Regions from separate parts of the Mus musculus genome. Here region 2 is linked to region 1. The links are chromatin contacts, called in public HiChIP or PLAC-seq maps. All regions are on one chromosome and are shown on one strand. The core of a region is the stretch at or near the end of the contact, and the rest is flanking DNA. Distances in the headings are between cores, read along the strand shown. Region 1 has its middle 67 kb from the start of Rbm24. Region 2 overlaps Cap2 (CAP, adenylate cyclase-associated protein, 2 (yeast)).

What was found. HiChIP or PLAC-seq counts read pairs in DNA pulled down with a chosen protein or histone mark.
Region 2: an H3K27ac HiChIP or PLAC-seq map of stem cell-derived neural progenitor cells shows a contact between it and region 1, with 4 times the contacts expected there. The contact joins two enhancer-like sites. A contact is called at or near these places in 3 of 484 Hi-C or Micro-C datasets (the HL-1 cell line, muscle stem cells and nephron progenitors), 4 of 115 datasets of contacts at active chromatin or transcription factors (astrocytes, embryonic stem cells and stem cell-derived neural progenitor cells) and 1 of 9 other capture datasets (embryonic stem cells).

The regions. Positions count from the first base shown.
Region 1 is chr13:46,348,957-46,353,064 of GRCm38.p6, forward strand. No RefSeq gene overlaps it. Among named protein-coding and RNA genes, the nearest start is that of Rbm24, 67 kb to the right of the region's middle. Within about 2 kb of position 1,350, at least 30 of the 459 cell types and tissues checked have an H3K27ac peak or open chromatin away from gene starts, as enhancers often do. A contact at or near this core is called in astrocytes, muscle stem cells and stem cell-derived neural progenitor cells, where this site is marked.
Region 2 is chr13:46,532,394-46,536,618 of GRCm38.p6, forward strand. The region is part of intron 3 of Cap2 (CAP, adenylate cyclase-associated protein, 2 (yeast)); the gene reads left to right. Among named protein-coding and RNA genes, the nearest start is that of Cap2, 33 kb to the left of the region's middle. Within about 2 kb of position 1,833, at least 56 of the 459 cell types and tissues checked have an H3K27ac peak or open chromatin away from gene starts, as enhancers often do. A contact at or near this core is called in astrocytes, muscle stem cells and stem cell-derived neural progenitor cells, where this site is marked.

The DNA of each region.
Region 1 (4,108 bases), core at 100-2,599:
CTACAACGTTTTGACGCTGCCTTATTCATTCGGTTGATGCTGACCACTCTCTATAGACATTCTCTGTCTACCCAACAGCACCTGATCCCAAAGACCCCATGGTCAAGGCTGACTTATTGAAGAGGACTCTAGTCTCTTGGCTTGAAACTTCCAGAATTTTAAAACACTGCTGCTCAGAACCCAGCAATATAACTCCATAGTAGGGCAAGTGGCTCACACATGTGTGACCCTAAGTTTGAATCCCAGCACTAGAAATAAATAAATGATTTAAAAGCACTTCTTTACTTCAAACAAAAAGATATTTATTTTTATGTTTACCCAAGTAGCAACAGCCACAAATTAAACCAGCAAATTAAACAGGAATATCAGAAATCCGTACTTGTTTACCCCAAACTAAGAACTTTTCTTAAAGTCTTATTTGTGAAGTTATCACTGGATAGCACAGGGGGAAAGTAATTTACAAACCATTTGTTTCGGGATAGAATCTACAAATCACTCTCTTTCCATTTCAGGAAAAATAGAAAACAATATTCTTATCTTTACAAGACTGTTGAGCCCAACTGAACATTCAGACTTGTTTCCAAGTGGACAGTTGCTCGGTGCCTTCACCCTTAAGTAACAGGGCTGGGGTGTCTCTCTCAGCCTATCTCGATATCAATCACAGACAATCTGTTTATTATTTGAGTGTCTTACTTTTTTTTTTAAGCACCCAAACTTAGCATTGAGCCTGTGGGTTTCTTTATTTCCATCTAAGGACTTCTGGCAGACTGGAGCCATCTTTCCCTCTGACAGACTTTTTAAATGATTCTTCATGCTCTTGTCACACAATTAAAATTAGATTACTTCAATTCCCTGCTGGCTGGCCTGAGTGGGGACCCTTGTGTAGCCTCCAGCTGGCCCAGAGGCCTTTGAAGAGAGGAGTACGCTCCAAGCATCCTCGCCCAGGAGTCATTGTGTGCCTTGCCAGTTAAACAAGATTTATCCTGAGTACATCAATGGCCACTTATTTTCTTCTGCTTAGATTTTCCATTCTAAAGAACTTGGGATCAGAGAAATGGGTCTTTGTGTTGCTGATAAGCCAGCGCTGTCTCTGCTTCTTGGTACCTACCGTACTCAACTTTTGCCGGTGTACCTGGCAATTCGGCTTAAGTGGACCAGCAGGGACAGGAGAAAGATTGAGAGCAATCATGTGTGTTTGTTTCTGGTAACTGTGATTTTTTTCCAGCCAAGGCTTTCCCTTGGCCCTTCTCCTTTGAGCCTCCGCCAACTTCTGCCAACTGGGCACTGGCTGGCTGGAGTTGGCAGGGGTTCTACAGCCTGCCTGGCTTAGGGCTTCCCACAGAGCAGCCAGCATTCAGCAGTGTAGACACACAAAGCTGTTCCTCTCCACACAGCTCCTCCTAATGAGTGTTCCACATCTGCCTCTTTCCTCTTCTCATTTCCCCACACAAAGTTAAAGCAGGAAAAGTAACCGTTAGTGTTAGCATCTGTCAGGGAATCTCTGTTTCCATGGGCTGGAAGAGCAGCTCTTGTTGGTTCCTCTCAGCATCTTCCCTGGCCTGGTGCCTCTCCACAGTCTTTCCATGGGCCATTTCTGTTCTCTCCAGCTTGCCAGTTAGGCCAGTGAGGCACCCACTTTCCGTTACACGGAACAGCTACAAGGAGAGGATTGGGATCTGACTACCAGTGGGCTGGGCTCCTGGCCTAGTAACTTATTGTCCCTCTGACCCCGAGTCAGTGGCTATTTCTTTATCCTAGAATTAAGAATAATAGCACCCATCTCAAGTCTGTGGGGGAAGATTAGGCATAACACAATTAGTGTCTGGCCTCTAGGAGTGCCTTCTCTCATCATGACTTCTCAGCATGGGAGAACTGCCTTCCTCTTCTGCCTCCTTAGTAAACACTGCCTCTCCTTCTCTAAGAGGCAGTTCACTTCCTAGTCCTGCCTCTGTTTCTGTCCACTGAGGTCACCCAAGGCAATGGATCTCCTTAAATCCTTAACAAAAGTGCACAGCATTGTATTTTTTCCTAAAAAGTGTCAAGTGGTCTGGTATGTGTTTAAGAGCTCTCTGTCTCTCTGTCTCTGTTTCTCTCTATATATGTCTCTCTGTCTCTGTCTGTGTGTGTGTGTGTGCTATTGATGTTGTTGTTGTTTTGTATATAAAATTCCATGATAAGCACCTTGCATGGATTCTTCCAATTGGCGTAGCTTCTATTTTTATATTCATGTCTTTAAGATGAAGAAAGCCTAAGAATCGAAGTATTCTGGAAACTACAGACAGCAGGTGATAAACCTGGAGCCTGAACCCAAGCTGTCTGCTCTGGAATGCACACTCTCTGTATTTCTTATTCGTTCATGTTAATGGTTATGGGGGGAATTTCAAGAAAGCGGAATGACCAGGTTCCCTCAAACTGAAGGACATCCTTTACCATCCTTTCCTGCAACACAGCTCTATTGCTCTTTGATTCTCTGAGCTATCAGATCAGAGAGCTATCAGGAGCACATTGTTCCCAAGGGCATGTTTGACCATGTCTGATAGCAGTTTTGGGTTCTACAAATGGAACAAGCAAGGATGGGTCATGTGATTGGTAAAAATCATGGACGCTACTAAACATCCTACAATATCCAAGAAGGTTCTCCTTCTCTCTGTCCCCCACCACACCCCTCAATTCACCAATCCAGCCCAAAGCATTGCAAGTGCTGGCCAACGTTAGAAACTATGCTTTGCTTCTGTGTGGTACCTTTAAATGCTTCCTACAAAGGGACTGGTAGGGGAACAAGAAACCTGTGTACTTAGGTTTCCCAAGCTCCCATAGGCATAGAGTGTTCAAGTCAATGGCAAAGCAATTCCATGTCTGCAGGCTTATATACTGAAAGTTAAAACATTCAAGAGCAATAAATTTCAAGGCATTGTTTAAAACATTCAGAGGATAGTGTCAAAAGTGTTTGAAAAGTTAGAACATAATAGTTATGATGCATAGTATGGAATTTATGGTAAGCATGACTTAAAATTCTTAGGCAACCTTTGAAAAACACTTAGGAACAAAAGACTCAGTGTTTAAAAATGATGCCCACTCAATGCAAAGTTTAAATACAAGTAAAGGCATGCACTAGCAATTTAGAAGATGTTGCTCATTGTGTTTTGATACAGTGTATCATTGGGCAGTGAGAAATGCTTCAAAGTGAAAATGAACACACAAATGGATTCAGGACCCCACATTAGAATCTACAAATGCCTCGCATCATTAAAAGTTCAGCCATGAGAAAAGAAAGGAAGAAGGATAAAGAGAAGTGAAAGGGGAAAGAGGAAGAGGGGGGAAAAGATACATGTGGCATTTGTCCCTTGTCTTAAAAATTAATTTCTGTGTATAATAAATTGCTACCAGACACATTTATTTTTAATAGCTGTTATTAAGATAAAGTTATGATGTGCTAAGCCCTTTGATAGGTGGGACAGATCCAATTTATCCATTAGAAGGGCTCAGAAAAAAAAACGTGTTAATATTAATTTATTTTAATACCAGAAGAAAAATGAATATAATAACATTAAATCATAATATTATTCTATTTTGTTGTATTCATCTATGTGAATGATAATAGCCATAAAAATTAATATAGAAAATATAACCCAGCCTAGATTCTATTCATCTTTATGCCAACACATCAGAAAGTACGATTTAAAAGATTCTTTAATGAAAAGAATGGGCTCACGATGGGGTGCATTTTCCTGGGTACTCACAAGAAAAGCTCGCGCTCAGTTTATCCAGCAGAACCAAACTGTGGACTGTCCAACATCCTTAAGATGCCCAGATAACCGGAGATCTCATATCAAACAAGCAAATGTTATTTTTCTCTCAGCATCATTAAGGCTTTCCTTAATGGTGCATGGTTTGTGACCTACACTCCTGATGTAGCAACTTACACGGACTCTGCACAAGAATCTACAAGTGCCTCATATTAAAAGTTCTGCTTTTAGAGAAGAAAGGAAGATAAAGAAAAGAGAAGAAGAGAGAAGGAGGAGGAGAGGGAAGAGGAGAGGGGGGAGGAGAGAGAGGAAGGGGAACAGGAGGAAGAAGAGGTGTGAGAGGAGGAAGAGGAGTAAAATGA
Region 2 (4,225 bases), core at 583-3,082, 180 kb after region 1:
TGTGTGGCTACACATGAAGGTGTGTGTGTGCAAGCATGTAAGAGTCGACCCCAGATGTCTTTCTTTGGGTGAAATCCACCGTGTGTGTAAAGCAGGGTCCCTCACCGGGGCCTGATACTCACTGAGTGGCTAGGATGGATGGCCAGCTAGTGAGCCTCAGAGATCATCCTGTCTCTACCTTCCCCAGCACTGGGATCACAGCTGTGTACCATGGCTGGCTTCTTACACGGGTGCTAAGGATCAAACATGCCCTTGGTGGGGCCAACTCTTTCCTGGCTGAGCAATCTCGACGACCCATTTTCTTCATGTGATTTTACATAATCATGCAGAGTACATTCCTCATGGTGACATTTCTATCCCCCTGCACCACTAGACTGTGTTCTTCTTTGTCCCCCTTCCCTGATGTCCTCCTCCATGACCCCTGTCCTCTCTGGCTGGCTCCCTTCCTCCGACCGTCCCTACTTTCTTCTTTCGTGTCACAAATATTACATTGCCATCTCTTCTCAATCTTAATATCTCTTCTATCCCTCGTGATCCCCATTCTCGATTCAAGACTGACCAACAGACAGAGAGAGAGAGAGAGAGAATGAGAGAGATGCAAATTTTCTTATGTCTTATCTTCTCATAACTTCTTTTCCGTTAAATCTGGGAGAAAGGGAAAAGTATAGAATCTGGGAATTTCTGGATTGAAATAGATCTTGAAGGATGTGTACTCTGGTCTGCTAGCTACCGACAGATTTCTACCCCGGCAGTTAGTCATTATTTACATCCTGGAAAAGACAGTTTCAGCGTAGGTTTACAGAAAATCTGATGCTTGGATAAAGTTGTTTGAGGTTAGAAGATAATTGGAAAGGGTTCCATCTTTGCTCCGTCTCTGTTGATAGCATATTCGACACCCAGCAGTGGTCTCACAAAGGGATCTGGTGACTTTCCATCCCAGTGGATCCAAGACTGCAATTAAATAACTGGTCAACCAATCACATCACAGGGTACTCGTCTGCCAAAGATGTCCTCCACTGTTATTAAATACTTCTCTTGAAACACTCACTGACCCTTTTAGTTCTGGTTGTCTTTTTCTCTCTGAAAGTTCACATACAGCAAACTCGTGTTGAATTTCTCATATTTACCATACACAGTTTACCTGAAAGCTAAATACATAAAGGAGTGGTACCCCAATGTGAAGAAGACATTCTTGCATGATGCTCTCACAGTGATTCCAGATCTGTGACCTTCAGTTGATGTTGACAGTACGTTTCTGGGGTAGGACAGAACTCTGACTACTAACATCTCACAAAACCCTAGATAGAAGCTCTAACCAGAGAACAACAAGGCTTAGAAATAAGTATGGGAGCTTAGAGTTTTTCCAAAAATGTACACCCTAGTGCAGAGCCTTCTGTTTGCATAGTAAAGAGCTCCTTTACATTCCTTTTAGAATAAAGAGAGGTATAGATGTATTTGGATTTAAATGAAATGCTTTTCCCTCCTCACTTGTCAGCTTATAAGCAGTGCGACTCTAATGAAAATATGTTCTCGATAACGAATACGGAATGATTTACACGTGTCGTGTTTGTGTTAAGAGAAGGAAAACTGAAATCTGAAACGGAACAAAAGAGGAGGAGGGATCCAGAGGGAAAAGAAAAAAAAAAGAGGAAGGGAGAAAGCAAGAGAGAGAAAAGAAAGGAGGAGAGGAAAGACAAGAAAATATAGGGAAAGAGAGCAATAAAAGAGAGAGAGGCTCGCCATCTGAAAACGCAGTCCCTGACTCTGTAACACAAAGAAAAGCACAGACACCCAGCATCCATCTGCCTGTCGCTTTAATAAAGTGAACAAGCAGTTTAGGTCTGTGCCCTCCCAGAGCCCTGTGTCATTGGAGTTAAGCCTGCAGCTGCCACCTCTGTTGCAAGCCAAAAAGTGGGGGTTGGGGGGGAGAGGAGGGAGGGAAGGGTGTCGAACTTTGTTCCAAAAACACACCTGTTGCCTAGAAAAAGAAACCCCCACATACCTGATTGTACAGTACAGAAATCTGAGACGGATATACCACACGCATCATTTCACCCCCCTCCCTCCCAGCTTAACAGCTATTTCACAGATATTAAGAATGAGTAGGCACAGGCAGGCCAACGATTTAACTTCTGTGTCCTCTTGCTGGCTGCTGGGCGGGCTGTAATTTACCCGAACACTCAATAGTCTATTGACAGAGTAGACCACAAAAGGGAGGGGGGATTAATGTTGACAATTAGGACGTTCTGCTGAGCCCAAGAACAGAACAGGTTTAGAAAAGATTAGATCTGGCTAAGCCTCCTTGTAGGCAACAGAAACCAGGGGGCTTATTTAAATTACTCTCCAACCCAAGAACAATGACACAGCCTGTGCCTCCTTTAGAAGAATAAACAATGCGTAATTTTACAATAGATCTTTAGGGTAAACATGGCGGTTGCCCTGGAAGGAAAAGGCTCTCTAAAAACGGTTCTCATATATCATCAACAAGGTCTTGGAAGCCATGGCCCATTAACAATGGACTGGTGTGATACTTGTTGTGTGTTGTGTTGTTTTTCTAAATGAAAAGCCAGAAACATAGCTCAGTTGGTAGAGTGCTTGTCTAGCAAGCACCGTATAAACAAACCTAATGTGGTTATACATGCCTACAGTCCCCAGCACTTTGGAGGTGGAGGCCAGAGGTTCTACACAAGAGTGGGGGTGGAGTGGGTGGGAGGTATAGCAGAGGTGAGTGCTTGAGGACAGCATGGGCTACTTGAGACCTTGTGACCTTGTCTCATCAAGCAAACAAACCCCCAGTTTACAGGAACTAGTCTCTGGCCAGTTGCTGAGTGACTTGACAGTCCCAAAGCAGCTGCCAGTAGCAGCTGGAAATCCCGAGTTCTTCCTGAACATTTCTTGGGGTGGGGAATGTTCATTTCCTTATCTTGATTAGAGTGGATTTAAAAGAAAGCACTCCTATTCATTGTTTCATAAGGGAATCACAATTTAAACGAAAAGACACTAAAATTAGAACTAGGCTACATATGCTGTGGATACAAATCTGAGCTACGTCTTTGTCTTCCCTGACCTCATAACAGATAGGCACACTTAGGCAATTAATAGACACCCTCACTTGTTGGTTGGGGGGAGGGGTTGAGACAGAGTGTCATGTGGCCCAGGTTGGCCTCAAATTTACTTTGTGGTTGATCCTGACCTTGAACTTTCCACCCCACCTCTACCTCCCAAGTGCTAGGATTACAGGTACATACCCACAGGCCTCACTTTTGATGTCTCTCCTGACTACAACCACACCCTGAGAGTCCCTAAGACTTAACTGTAGAGTTAAGTCAACTCTACAGTGGTTGCTCCTTTCAAGCCATTCTGAGTAGTGGCGATCCTGGCAGAGTGGCATCCCTCACCTTCACCATCTCCTTCAGCCATGTTGGCCTTCTAGTTGACTTCCGGTTTTCCCAGTTTCCTGCCTGTTGTTGTAATTAACTGAAGCACTTGACTTTAGTAAGGTTACCACACACAGAGTGTTTTAGCAGTCATAAATCAGTTTGACCAAATGGCAAATATCAAAACGTGATCTGGTCAGGAATTCTGACTCGGGGGTTCCCACAGTCTGTGAAGCCAGCCTCTTTGTTCCTACTGTTGCTAATGACAGCTCTAACTTTCAGATAAGAAAACATTTTGATATCATTCCAGTTATATCTTCTTTTATCCCTCTTTCCCTTGTCCGTCTCTTTCCCTTTCTCTCTCCCTCTTCCTTTGCCCTCCATCCATCCATCGCTTTTACTGTTATTTTTGCCTTTCCCTCCTTCTTTCCTGTCTTTCTTTCTCCCTTATTCTGAGTTTCCTTCTCCCTCCCACCTTTCCCTTTTCCTCCTACCCCCTATACATCTCTCTTCCCTCTCTCTCTCTCTCCCCCTCTTCCTCTCCCCCATTACCCTCTCTTTCTCTCTGCCCCTCTTTCTCTTCTCCCTCTCCCTCTCCCTCTCTCTGTCTCTCTCTGTCTCTCTGTGTCTCTCTCTCTCTCTCTCTCTCTCTCTCTCTCTCTCTCTCTCTCTCTCTTTTCCTCCCTTCCATCTATTTTCTATAGAGAAGACTCTCTACCCTAGTGAAAATAAGTAACATGGGGTGTGTTAAAGGACAGCAAAGACTGGGTTTCACAGCTGGGAATCTTAATGCCCTCCCCGCCCCCCGAGTGCCCATCTGTCACCTTAGCTGATACCTGCTTTGACTT